Regions from separate parts of the Mus musculus genome. Here regions 2 and 3 are each linked to region 1. The links are chromatin contacts, called in public HiChIP or PLAC-seq and promoter capture Hi-C maps. All regions are on one chromosome and are shown on one strand. The core of a region is the stretch at or near the end of the contact, and the rest is flanking DNA. Distances in the headings are between cores, read along the strand shown.

Evidence for each region. Promoter capture Hi-C pulls out the DNA fragments that hold promoters and counts their contacts. HiChIP or PLAC-seq counts read pairs in DNA pulled down with a chosen protein or histone mark.
Region 2: a contact with region 1 is called in an HNF4G HiChIP or PLAC-seq map of pancreatic cancer cells. The contact joins the promoter of Ifi35 here to the promoter of Nmt1 in region 1. A contact is called at or near these places in 1 of 39 promoter capture datasets (pre-B cells), 1 of 484 Hi-C or Micro-C datasets (B cells), 1 of 115 datasets of contacts at active chromatin or transcription factors (pancreatic cancer cells) and 1 of 9 other capture datasets (adipose tissue).
Region 3: a contact with region 1 is called in a promoter capture Hi-C map of pre-B cells, with 4 times the contacts expected there. The contact joins the promoter of Dhx8 here to the promoter of Nmt1 in region 1. A contact is called at or near these places in 2 of 39 promoter capture datasets (embryonic stem cells and pre-B cells).

The regions. Positions count from the first base shown.
Region 1 is chr11:103,026,547-103,030,740 of GRCm38.p6, forward strand. It overlaps Nmt1 (N-myristoyltransferase 1), which reads left to right and starts at 1,997. Exons shown (of 12, transcript NM_008707.4): 1 at 1,997-2,156. The coding sequence starts at 2,026. It also overlaps a transcript of Dcakd not described here.
Region 2 is chr11:101,446,607-101,450,800 of GRCm38.p6, forward strand. Ifi35 (interferon-induced protein 35) reads left to right here and starts at 1,806. Exons shown (of 7, transcript NM_027320.4): 1 at 1,806-2,016. The coding sequence starts at 1,996.
Region 3 is chr11:101,730,905-101,735,098 of GRCm38.p6, forward strand. Dhx8 (DEAH (Asp-Glu-Ala-His) box polypeptide 8) reads left to right here and starts at 2,052. Exons shown (of 23, transcript NM_144831.2): 1 at 2,052-2,284; 2 at 3,252-3,337. The coding sequence starts at 2,137.

The DNA.
Region 1 (4,194 bases), core at 747-3,246:
TAATAGGATCTGATGCTCTCTTCTGGAGTGTCTGAAGACAGCTACGGTGTACTTACACATAATAAATAAATCTTTAAAAAAAGAAAAAAGAAAAAAAAAGGAAAAAGAAAAGTTAACCTCCAGATGGTGAGACGGCTCAGTGGGTCAAAGTGCAAGCATGTACACATGTACACACATGCACACAGGAATACATGTAATATGCTGGAGGTAGTAGTGCATAGTGAACTCAGGGCCTTATGCATGCTAGGCATGTCCTCTACCAGGAAGCCCTAATGCGAATATGGTCAGCTGAGCCCAAGTGGGCAGCTTTGACTGCTTTCTGAAATCAAACAGAAATGACCAAGGAGTGTTTGCATCTTTGGAGTCTTACTTCTCTGGGCCTGCCGCTCAAGTAAGATGAGTTGGCTATATTTAGCTCTGCAGTTTCTTTTTTGTTGTTGTTGCTCTTGTTGTTTTCTGTGAGTCAGAAAAGGAATTGCTTCTTCCCTTGTTCAGTTTTACCAAGGCAAAGGTCATTTCCCTTTTCGGCCTTGCAGCTCTCTGATGGTAAGACCCAGTCTTTCACCACCCAGCATACTCAGCACAAATAGGAAGGCTCTAAGCCCTTGTCTTTGGGCAATCTTCTCAGGATTATGATTAGACTAGCTAGTTACAGGACAAAGCCCAGAGGGACAGAAGCATTTAGGCAATTCTAAGATAGATGCTGCATTTACCTGGCTATAACTGATTCGTCCTTGGAAGTTGCCTGGATCCAACAGTGTGACTGGTGTGACGGTGAAGCCTTACAGAGGGCACAGAGTAGGTAGATACAGATTTATAGACAGATTTTGCCGCCTACAAACAATGTACCAACTTTTCTGGAACAGTCTTTTCATCTGTGAAAAAGGAATAATAATGGCATAACACATTCTAAGCTTGTTAAAATTATAGGAATTCAGGTACAAAAAGTCTTACGCCAGAGCCTGGCGTGTAAGTGCTCATTAAAGTCTTGTGTTGGGAGTAGGGGAGCTCGTGAGGCCTCAACCCCAGACTAAGAACTACAGGCAATTAAGGAAGGCTAAAAATGGGGGAGGAAATAGTTCTTCCCAGGCACACCAGCCCTGAAATCATTTGCATACAACATTATGCTTACTGAACGGGCTATATTTATATATTTAGGAAAACACACACACACCCATATGTAACAACAACTAAAGAAAAAGAGGCCATGAATTTGAGAGCAAGGTGGGGTGTATATGGGAGGGGTTAGAGGAAGGAAAGGGGAAGTGGGGAAATGGTGTAATTATCATAATCTTAAAAAAAAAGACTTGTTATGGAAGGCTCTAGAGGAGAATCAAAGGGAAATGTGAAGAAGAGCGCAGTGCAAAATTAGAAGCCAAGAAATGGTAAGCCTCCCCTGCAAGCAATCAAGTCTTTGGCTCGGGGGCAGTGTTCCACACACCTCAATGCACTGCCTCTCGGTTTTAGATTTCCAAAGACCCAGGTCTCCCTAAAGGCTGGAGTAGGGAAGGCAGCCGAGAGCAAACCTATAGGAAAGTCCTCTGTAAGGGCATTTGAGCTCCTGGAGAATCGCAGCCATGAACCTCAGTGTCTTTCACTTACCCAGGAATGGTAACGGTCCTTAACGTTAGCCGATAACGGCTCATCTGTGGCCTGTTGATTACCAAGGGCGGCCTGAAAACCTTGGACTTTGCAAGCCCTTTACTTGCGAAACTCTAATTCAACATGGAACTGCAACTCCCAGCGTGCCCCGCGACCACCCTATAAGGCGTACAGCGCCCTTCGTCTCAGAGGGCGGCCGAACCTAGGGGCTTCCGGAATTGCTGCCCGCTCCTCCCAAGGCAGCGTCCCTTCATGATTTCTGGGTTTTGTAGTCCACATCGGTACAGTTTTTTGAAAACAAGCCACCCTTAGTGGCAGATTTCTTCACACAAACTACAAAACCCAGAATACAGCGCGTACTTCCTCTGTCCAATAGGAGCCCTCCATGTAGCGGGGCGCGGAGTCCGGCTCTCGCAACCCAAGATGGCGGATGAGAGTGAGACAGCAGTGAAGCTGCCGGCACCTTCGTTGCCACTGATGATGGAAGGGAATGGAAACGGCCATGAGCACTGCAGCGATTGCGAGAACGAGGAGGACAACAGCCACAACAGGAGGTAACGAGATCATCGTAGCCCAATTCCTGTCCGGTCTCCCACAAGCTGGGTATCTGGGGTGCGGGGAAGTCACCGGGAGCTTAGTCTAACCCCACCCCCATGTTCTTATTGGCTAAGCCATTGAGATCCTACCTAGCGATTGGTTTTTGTCTTTGTCACTTACCAGGATGGGTGCTCAGATATTAAGGGTCGGAGACATGCAATACTTTTATTATATAAAAGTTCTGTTTAGTGTACCACTCCCTTGCTTTAGGCACGATGGGGGAAAAGAACATTTTGAACGGTAGATTTCAGTAGTACAATGCAGAGCAATCTAGAAGCTGCGGTTCAGAAGGAACGTTACTTATAAAGGTGTATGAGAAACGTGACTAGCCATAAACTAATAATAAAACATTTCGTTGTAGTTCACGCTCAATGAGGAAATTCACTAGGCTATACAAGCCATGCATATAATTATGTTGTAAAATATAACTGCCAGACAAGTCCGAAATATAAACTCACTATGATCCTATGTTATTAGTGATGTGATGTTTTGATTTATTCAGTGTCTGTTGCCTCAAATAATCGGTGAAGAGTCAATTTCATTGTACCTTCACTTTGTTAATTTAGTGAAGGGCCTCAAAGCTTCAATAAACTGATGTTGCTTCTTGGAGAACATGTGGTATTTGTGGGGTACTACTGCACGTCTTGTACTTTAGGGTCTCCCTGGGGTTTTTTGTTCGTTATGTTTTGCCTTTTTAGACAGGTTCTACTGTGTAGCTATGGCTGGCCTGGGGCATACAATGTAGAACAGATTGACTCCAAACTTGGGGTGATGTTCTTGTCTCTCGGGTATGGGGATTAGTACTGTTACAGGTCACTGTGTAGGTCAGGGTCTTACTATAAGTAATTTCAGTCTTTTGTTAGTAGAGAAGAAGAAATGGGCCAGATATTTGAGAATTTGTATTTGTCTTTGTTTTTCCAATCAGTACATCAGTAAGCCAGTCACGAAAAATGATGTATTTAAGTTCATATTATTTTCCTGCTGCTCTAACGCCCCCACCCAATATGTATGTATGTATGTATGTATGTATACATATGTATATTTTTGTGTAGAGACTTGTGGGTGTGTGATTGAGTGGTTGTTTGTTGTTGTTGTTGTTTTTTGTTTTTGTTTTGTTTTGTTTTGTTTTTTGAGACAGGGTTTCTCTGTGTAGCCCTGGCTGTCTTGTAGACCAGGCTGGCTTCGAACTCAGAGATCCACCTGACTCTGCCTCCCAAGTGCTGAGATTAAAGGCGTGTGCCACCACTGCCTGGTGGTAGTTTGGTTTTTATAGCCAGATTTTGTTATAGCCAACTTGCCATTAGCTGTAGCCGGCAGCTCTTAGCTTCCCCCTAGCCCCAGTTAAAGTTGAGATGAAGATAGAAGTTTGTAACCTTTGGCTACACTCTATTTATTCCTCTGTCTTAAAGATGGCTGAGCAAAGGATTAAATGATCAGTAATCTGACTGTGGTGAGTTTTAGGCTTAAAAAAAAAAATCCAGCCTCTTGTTCTCTCACCAGCATGGGGGGGAACAAAAATCACAAGAATGTGGCAGAGAAGAAAGCTTGCCAGCCTTGATTTCACGACTGTTCTGTGGTTGTAATTCACAGCAGATCCAGTGTAACAGCCTCCTTTAAGACAGCTATTCCCAAGAATGGAAGAGCTGAGAAGGAGGAAGTAGGCACTGGAGGAACACAGGACAGGCCTCTTGAGGGAGAAATCTTTCAGATGAGAGGGCTGAGTGTGAAAGTCCCTTCAGAAGTGGAAGTCCAACTTTTTCTTTGTTCATTCTATAATTGCTCTAATTTTCTCTGTGAAAATGTTGCCCCAACCGATGTCAGTATTTTTATTTTATTTTTTTTTAATAGGTTTGTATGCTGAAAAAAACCACAGTTTACAAAACTTTGCCAAGACTTGAGATCTAGTTTGGCCATAGAGCACGTTCTCACCATATTGCAGGCCCTGGTGTTCAGTCACAAGCATGAAAACCAAGAAAATCCTGTTTGCCAGGAAGT
Region 2 (4,194 bases), core at 556-3,055, 1.6 Mb before region 1:
GTCCAGGGTACTTTCTGTCTTGTCAGTGCTAAATGACTCAGTGAAAGATTCATTAAGAGAAATCCTGGGGGCTGGTGAGATGGCTCAGTGGGTAAGAGCACCCGACTGCTCTTACGAAGGTCCAGAGTTGAAATCCCAGCAACCACATGGTGGCTCACAACCATCCGTAACAAGATCTGACTCCCTCTTCTGGTGTGTCTGAAGACAGCTACAGTGTACTTACAAATAATAATAAATAAATCTTTAAAAAAAAAAAAGAAATCCTGAGGCTGGAGACACTGGTGGTTCAACAGTTCAGAACTCTGCACTTAGCCAGGCAAGGTGGCGCACGTCTTTAATCCCAGCACTCGGGAGGCAGAGGCAGGCGGATTTCTGAGTCCGAGGCCAGCCTGGTCTACAAAGTGAGTTTCAGGGCAGCCAGGCCTATACAGAGAAACCCTGTCTCGAAAAAAAAAAAAAAAAAAAGCACTGACTTCTTTCAGAGGCTCTGAGTTCAAATCCCAGCAACCACATGGTGGCTCACAACTATCTGTAATTAGAATCTGATTCACAACTCTGGTGTGTTTCTGAGGACGGCTACTGAGTGCTCATATAAATAAAAGGGGGCTGGTGAGATGGCTCAGTGGGTAAGAGCACCCGACTGCTCTTCCAAAGGTCCAGAGTTCAAATCCCAGCAACCACATGGTGGCTCACAACCATCCTTAATGAGATCTGATGCCCTCTTCTGGTGTGTCTGAAGACAGCTACAGTGTACTTACATATAATAAATAATAAATAAATCTTAAAAAAAAAAAAATAAATAAAAAATAAATAAATAAATAAATAAAAGGGCTTTTTAGTTGGGCTGGTGAGATGGCTCAGTGGATAAAAGCACTGACTGCGCCAGACAGTGGTGGCTCAACGCCATTAATCCCAGCACTTGGGAGGCAGAGGCAGGCGAGTTTCGGAGTTCCAGGCCAGCCTGGTCTACAAGACAGCATGGTTACAGGACAGCCAAGGCTACACAGATAAAACCCCTGTCTCGGAAACAATAAAACCAACAAAAAGCACTGACTGCTCTTCCGAAGGTCCTGAGTACAATTCCCAGCAACCACGTGGTGACTCGAAACCATCTGCAATGTGATCTGACTCCCTGGTCTGGAGTGTCTGATGACAGCTACAGTGTACTTACACATAATAAATAAATCTTTTTTAAAAGAAAAAGGTTACCAATAGCCATGTGGATACTGGGAGTTGAACCTGGGTCCTCTGGTACTCAACAGCTGAACCCTTTATATTTTGGGTTTTGGAGGTAGGATTTCTCTGTGTACCTGTGGCTGCCCTGAAAAATCACTCTGTAGACTAGGCTTGACTGGTCACAGAGATCCACCTGCCTCTTTGAACGCTGGCATCAAAGATGTGCCGCCGCCACTTGACTCACAGGTTTTTTTTGTTTTGTTTTTTTTTTTTGGTTTTTTGGAGACAGTTTCTCTGCATAGCCCTGGCTGTCCTGGAACTCACTTTGTAGACCAGGTTGGCCTCGAACTCAGAAATCCGCCTGCCTCTGCCTCCAGGGTGACTCACAGTTCTTTAATCACAGCTTTTTGGAGGCAAAAGCAGACAGATCTCAAGGGTGTGAAGCCAGCTAGAGCTGCAGTACTGAGAGCCTGTCTGTCTGGAAGTCTTAAAAATCCTACCATGGTTTATGCTAGAACTGGCTGCCTGGGAAAGTCTTCCCTTTGCGGTCCCAGGAGCACATGCCTGACTGGGTAGTTAGATTTGATGACTTGGAAGGCTCCGCCCAAGGGTGGGGCTGTATGCTCAGAAGCAGAATTCACAGAAATGAAAGTGGAAGTGAGGCCGGCAAGCAAGCAACAGCAGTGGAAGTGTGTTTCAGACGCTGCTGGAGGCTGAGGAGACCAGAGCCACCTCTGAGGGGTCAAAGAGTTTAGTCCTTCAGAACTCTTCACTGCCAACCCTGCTCTGAAGCCCCAGCTTCTGCCAGACGTGAGAGCCATGTCTGTGACCCTGCAAACTGTAAGTACGGGAGCAGGGGAGCATTTGTCGCATGTGGGGAGGGGCGGGAACACAGTGTTCTAGGCTTAGACCTGCTCGGCTCAAGCCTGCTAAGGGTGGAAGAGAAGTAGAGCGCTTAGGGTACCTTGGTCTGTGGATCTTGTCATTTACCTATTGTCAAAACCAGGACTCTGACACCTAAAGTAAGGACCTTGATCATTCTTTTTGGTTTTTCGAGACGGGGTTTCTCTGTTTAGCCCTGGCTGTCCTGGAACTCACTCTGGAGACCAGGCTGGCCTCGAACTCAGAAATCTGCCTGCCTGTGCCTCCCAAGTGCTGGGATTAAAGGTGTGCGCCACCACTGCCCGGCCTTGATCTTTCTTTATGTGGATGTATGCTTCAGGGTTGTAGAGAGCTGTAAGCATCAAAGGTTTCTGGCTATTCTAAACAGCAAAGGGAATACTCTGAGGTACTTCCCAGCCAAAAACTCCTCCCCTCAGAATGCCATGTCAACCTGACCATTGGTCCTCTCTGGGACAGGTGGTCTTTCTAAGTGCCTCTGACTGAGGCCACCTCAGATAGGCTAGGTTGAGCTGTGAAGTCTGCCTGCCAACAGCCAGTGAGGCCTCAGGAGGAAGCACAGTGGGCAGCCACCTTCGAGGAGGGATCCAATGCAGCTTGTCCTCAGCAGCTCTGCCTCCCCTTGTTAGTCTTCTGGCACGGAAAACTTCCATTTATCTCCCAGATACAATAAAAAAAGGGAGCGATTTGGAGCCAAATAAGGAAAAAGCAATATTGAAGAGCCAACCTGCCTGGTTTCAGATCCTAGTTTCTTCAGACATGTTGCACTGGACCAAACATTAGCTTTTCTAAAGTTGACAGTCTAATCCCTTCACTTACTATGTAGGGATATTACACTTCTTCACAAAGATACCTAGAGGGAAGGCTAGAGAGCTAGCTCAGTCTATAAACTGCTTACCTTAAGAGTATGAGAAGAGGGGCTGGAGAGATGGCTCAGTGGTTAAGAGCACTAAATGCTCTTCCAGAGGTCCTGAGTTCAATTCCCAGCAACCACATGTAATGGGATCCGATGCCCTCTTCTGATGTGCCTGAGAAAAGCAACAGTGTACTCACATACATAAAATAAACAAATCTTTAAAAAAAAAAAAAAAAAGCACGAGGAGAAATTCAGTACTTAAGAACTGAGATAACCAGGCTGGTGAGATGGCTCAGTGGTTAAGAGCACTGATTGCTCTACCGAAGGTCCTGAGTTCAAATCCCAGCAACCACATGGTGGCTCACAACCATCTGTAAAAAGATATGACTCCCTCTTCTGGTGTGTTTGAAGACAGCTACAGCGTACTTACATATAATAAATAAATAAATCTTTTTTAAAAATTAAAAAAAAAAACTGAGATAACAAAACAAAAAAAAATAGCACAGTGGGCTGCCAAGATGGCTCAGCGGGTAAGAGCAGTGACTGCTCTTCTGAGGGTCCTGAGTTCAAACCCTAGCAACCACATGGTGGCTCACAACCACCGGTAATGAGATCTGACACCCTTTTCTGGTGCGTCTGAAGACAGCTACAGTGTACTTATGTATAATAAATGAAGCTTTGTGCTGGAGTGAGCAGGGACTGAGCAAGCAGAGTTAACCGGAGTGAGCAGAGGTCCTAAAATTCAATCCCCAACAACCATCTGTACAGCTACAGTGTGTTCACATACATAAAATACATAAATAAATCTTTAAAGAAAATAGCACAGTGGCATATGCTTGTATCCAAGCACAGCCGTGGGGTTTGCTGGTGAGCCACCCAGCCCTACTGAACAGCTCTCGGTTAGTGAGTGAGAGAGAGACCCTATCTTGAAAAGTAAAGTCACATCCTGGAGAGTTGGCTCAGCAGTCCAGAGTATGTGCTGCTCTTGAAGAGAACCTGGCTTCAGTTCCCACCACCAGCCTGTTGGCTAAGGGCCATCCATAACCCTACTTCTAGTTTCTGGGGATCCAGTGCCCTCTTCTGGCCTCTCCAGGCACCAGGCACGCAGTGGTACACTGACATACATGCCAGTTAAAAACCCATAAGTGTAAACAATTTAAAAATATACAATTAATTTTTTTAATTTTTTGAGACAGGGTTTCTCTGTATAGCCCTGGCTGTCTTGGAACTCACTTTGTAGACCAGGCTGGCCTCGAACTCAG
Region 3 (4,194 bases), core at 802-3,301, 1.3 Mb before region 1:
GAACCCAGGTCCTCTGGAAGAGCAGTCAGCACCCCCAAATCACTGAGGCATCTCTTCAGCTCTTCCTTATCTGCTTTTTACATAGTTTGGGGGGGGGGTTTGAACCCAGTGCTCCCTGCATGCTAACCAAGCACTCTACCAAACAAGCTACAACCCCAGTACTCAAAAGAAGATAAAATGTAACACACTGTCCTGTAAGCCTCCCCCAGTTCGTGTGGCCGCGGGTGGCTACAGTGTCCTGTTCATGTTTACTCTTGAGACATACACACAGCAATTCTCAAACAATTCTGAAAGTTGTTACCATGACTACATGTTATGATTCTATAGCGTTTTTGTGTGGTTGTTAATAGGGTCTTTCTTGCTAGGTAGCTCAGGCTGGCCTCAAACTCACCATGTAGTTACTAAGGCTGACTTTCTGTCTCCTGAGAAGTGCTGGGATTTACCAGGCATGATTTACACCTGGGATATTAGTCTTTTCATTTAGCTTTAGCTGTCCCAGAACTCACTATGTTGACCAGGTTAGCCTAGGACTCACAGAGATCTGCCTGCCTCTAGCTCCCAAGTACTGGGATTAAAATCGAGTGCAGCCATGTCCAATTTAGAGTCTTTTCTGATAGAGCTTTAAAAAACAGCTCCCAATCTCTTTGTCCTTTCTTCTTGTTAAGTGTTAAAAGTGCAGCTGGATAGAAATATGAAGTTTTAGTAGCAAGGAGATGTAGAGAAAGAAGGGTCAAGTGGAATTAACTCCTGAAACCTAACTCCATACTGGCAGATAAGCAAGCAGCATCAAGGGCAGACTTTCTCATTCTGTTCACGGAGAAAGGAAGGAAGGAAGGAAGGAAGGAAGGAAGGAAGGAAGGAAGGAAGGAAGGAGTGAGTCCTGGAGAAATGGCTCATGGTTCTGAGCACTGGTCACTCTTCCAGAGGATCTGGGTTCAATTTCCAGCACTCACACCGAAGCTCACAACTATCTGTTACTCCAGTTCCAGGGGATCTGACATCCTTACACAGACATGAATGCAGGCAAAACCATGTATAGGAAATAAAAACAAGTAAGTTATAAGGAAGGGAAGGGCATCAGGAACTCAGATGGCAATGTACTAAATCCTTGGGAACCTGGAAACACGGAACTACTGTGATAGTCCTTTGCCTGCAATTTTGAGAGAGGTTCTCACTGTGTAACTTTGGCTGACTTCAGTCTCAGAGAACAGCTTGTTTCTGCCCTCCGAGTGCTTCAATTAAAGGAGAGCACCAGCCTGCCCAGCTTCCCTGCAACTCGTTATCACTGAAGTGTTCCCAATAATTCAAAGACACAGTAGTGCAACAGAGTCAGCCAACAGTAGCAGAGGGGGCTCATTTTCTGTCTTTTGACTGATGGGAGGGCTACTCACCTTAGAGGAAGTATTTTCTTGTTTTTTACACAGAATACTAAGACATGGGAAACCCTTCATCTTCATTGCAAGGTTCTGCCAAAGGGAAAAGTAAAAGTTGGGACACCTGAATTTATGACCTCAGGTTCACAACACAGCTGACATTTAGAGAAGCAGATTTTAAGAGGACTGAGGGTTTTGGCAACAGGAATGCTTGAGATAAGCTTTGCTGGACCACTCGCAGTTTGGGGGGGTTATAACAGCAACTAATATTTTCAGTGTGCCTACTGTGGCTCAGCCACTTTGCATATCTATTTCATTTAGACCGTATTATCCGAGTTTACAGATAAGCAGCCAGAATCTAGCGTCTGCTGGTGTAAGGTCACTTGAGATCACTTGCCATGAGGTCAGGAACTGAGCTGATCAAGGACAAGCCAACTTGCTTTTCCGAGGCGCTGTTCAGTCGCGCAGGCCACGGTCGCCCTCTGCTGACGGATCACAGAGGCGCGCTGAGATTGATCCTTAAAAAAACCTAAAGGCGGGTGGAGTCTTCCCCCCCGCTAGAGGCCGCCACTGAACGAACAGCGTAACTCAGTGCGTCTGGCCCGTCTGTGGGAACTTCCTGCCAGATCTCGCTGATCCTTACAAAGACGGTTAACTTTACTTGACGTCCCTGTAAACAAAAGAGACGAGCGCCGACCCGGAAGTGGAAGCTGTGGCTTCGCGTTCTGGCCGGCCGGAAGGAGACCAAAGGGAAGTTGTAGCCATGGCTGTAGCCGTGGCCGCCGCCGGGGTCCTAATGGGCTCGGAGCCCGGCCCGGCGGAAGAACTCGCTAAACTTGAGTACCTGTCTTTGGTGTCGAAGGTTTGCACGGAGCTGGACAATCACTTGGGCATCAACGACAAGGATCTGGGTGAGCTGGAGGAAGGTCCCGATGGCTTTTGATTTTGGGGGTGAGGGAGGCAGGAGAGAAGCGGTTGATGGTGTGTGTGTGTGTGTCTGTCTGTCTGTGTCTGTGTGTGTGTCATCGTGACTTGGGCTCCGGGAACCTGTGGCGGTGGCCTCTGCTTGAGAACCATCCGGTCCGAGCTATTAGAAACCATTTCTGTGAGCTGCCGGTGAAGGCTGGGGCAGCAATTTCTGCTCGATTGTTGTTTTTCAGTTCTGGGGGGCGAAATAGCTTTAACAATAGCAGCAGCAGCAGCCCCCGCGAAGATGATGGTTGTAATTACGGCCAGTAATTTTTAGAAGCTCACAAGATATTATGGGTAGCTCTTCATCTACATTATCTTGTTTGGTCTTCGCACAGTCAGGCAGTAGTCAGCATCTACTTCGAGCTTGTGCTTTGAGCCGTGCTCTTAAATTAGTTACATCTTCTTATCTCTCACATACTAGTCATTAGATGTTTAAGGGCAAACTGTGACTAGGGGACCCAGAGAGAAAATAAGAAAGGCTCGGGGCCCAGATCGTAATTATATGCATAGCCGGAGCCCTTGTGAAAATGAGAGGCCGAGTATGTGAATTAGAAGCATGAGGGGAACACTTCCGTTTGATAGGTACAGGGTTGGGTGGTGTTGGGCTTTTTCAGAATGTCCTCAAAAGTAAATGACAGCCAGGCAGGCGCCTAGGATCTCAGGCTTGGGATGTGAGGGCAGAATGATTAGTAATTCCAAAGTCACACGTAGATAATCTGAGGGTAGCTTGGGCATGGTATGTATCAGGGTATGACCCGTCACAAAAAACGACGACAAAGCCGGGCAGTGGTGGCGCACGCCTTTAATCCCAGCACTTGAGAGGCAGAGGCAGGCGGATTCCTGAGTTCTTTTATAATTTAATTATTATCTGAGTCCATTTATAATTCCTTTTTTTTTTTTTAACAGCTGAATTTGTCATCAGTCTTGCTGAGAAAAATACTACCTTTGATACTTTTAAGGCTTCTCTGGTCAAAAATGGTGCAGAATTCACAGTATGTATATCTGAAGATTCTTTGTTTCCTTTTTGTTTCTTTGGTGTTGCTACTGAATTTAAATTTTGATCGCACTAAAGGATTTTTAAGTAGGAAGGAGCGATTTGTGCATATCAAGTAAATAAGCCATCAAATGTGTAAAGTTGCGTTGCTGGCCAGGGAGCCAGATTCCTTCCCCACTGTCCTAGGAGAATGCCGCAGGACTTCCGGCAGTAAGTCTGAGGATGCTGACATTCTTTTGTTGTTGTTGTTGGTTTGTTTGTTTTTAATTTTTTATTAGATATTTTCTTCACTTACATTTTTTAAAGATTTATTTATCTTATTTATGTGAGTACACTGTAGCTGTCTTCAGACACTCACCATAAGAGGGCATCAGATCCCATTACAGATGGTTATGAGCCACCATGTGTTGTTGCTGGGAATTGAACTCGGGACCTCTGGAAGGGCATTTGGTGCTCTTAACCCCTGAGCCATCTCTCCAGCCCCTGATGTTGACATTCTTGTTCTGTGAATCAGGACGTCAGGGACAAGCCGGGCAGTTGTGGCCCACACCTTTAATCCCAGCACTTGGGAGGCAGAGGCAGGCAGATTTCTAAGTTTGAGGCCAGCTTGGTCTACAGAGTGAGTTCCAGGACAGCCAGGGCTACACAAGAGAAATCATGTCTCAAAAAACCAACAAACAAATGAAAAATGACGTCAGGAGCAATAATAGTCTAGGGTTTGGAGACAATTTTAAAAGATGGGAAGAAATGGTCTCTGGGTATCGTCCAAGCCAGTGGTCTGCAGCCTTCTAATGCTGCAACCTTTTAATACAGTTCCTCATGTTGTGGTGCCTCCCAACTATACATTTATGTTTT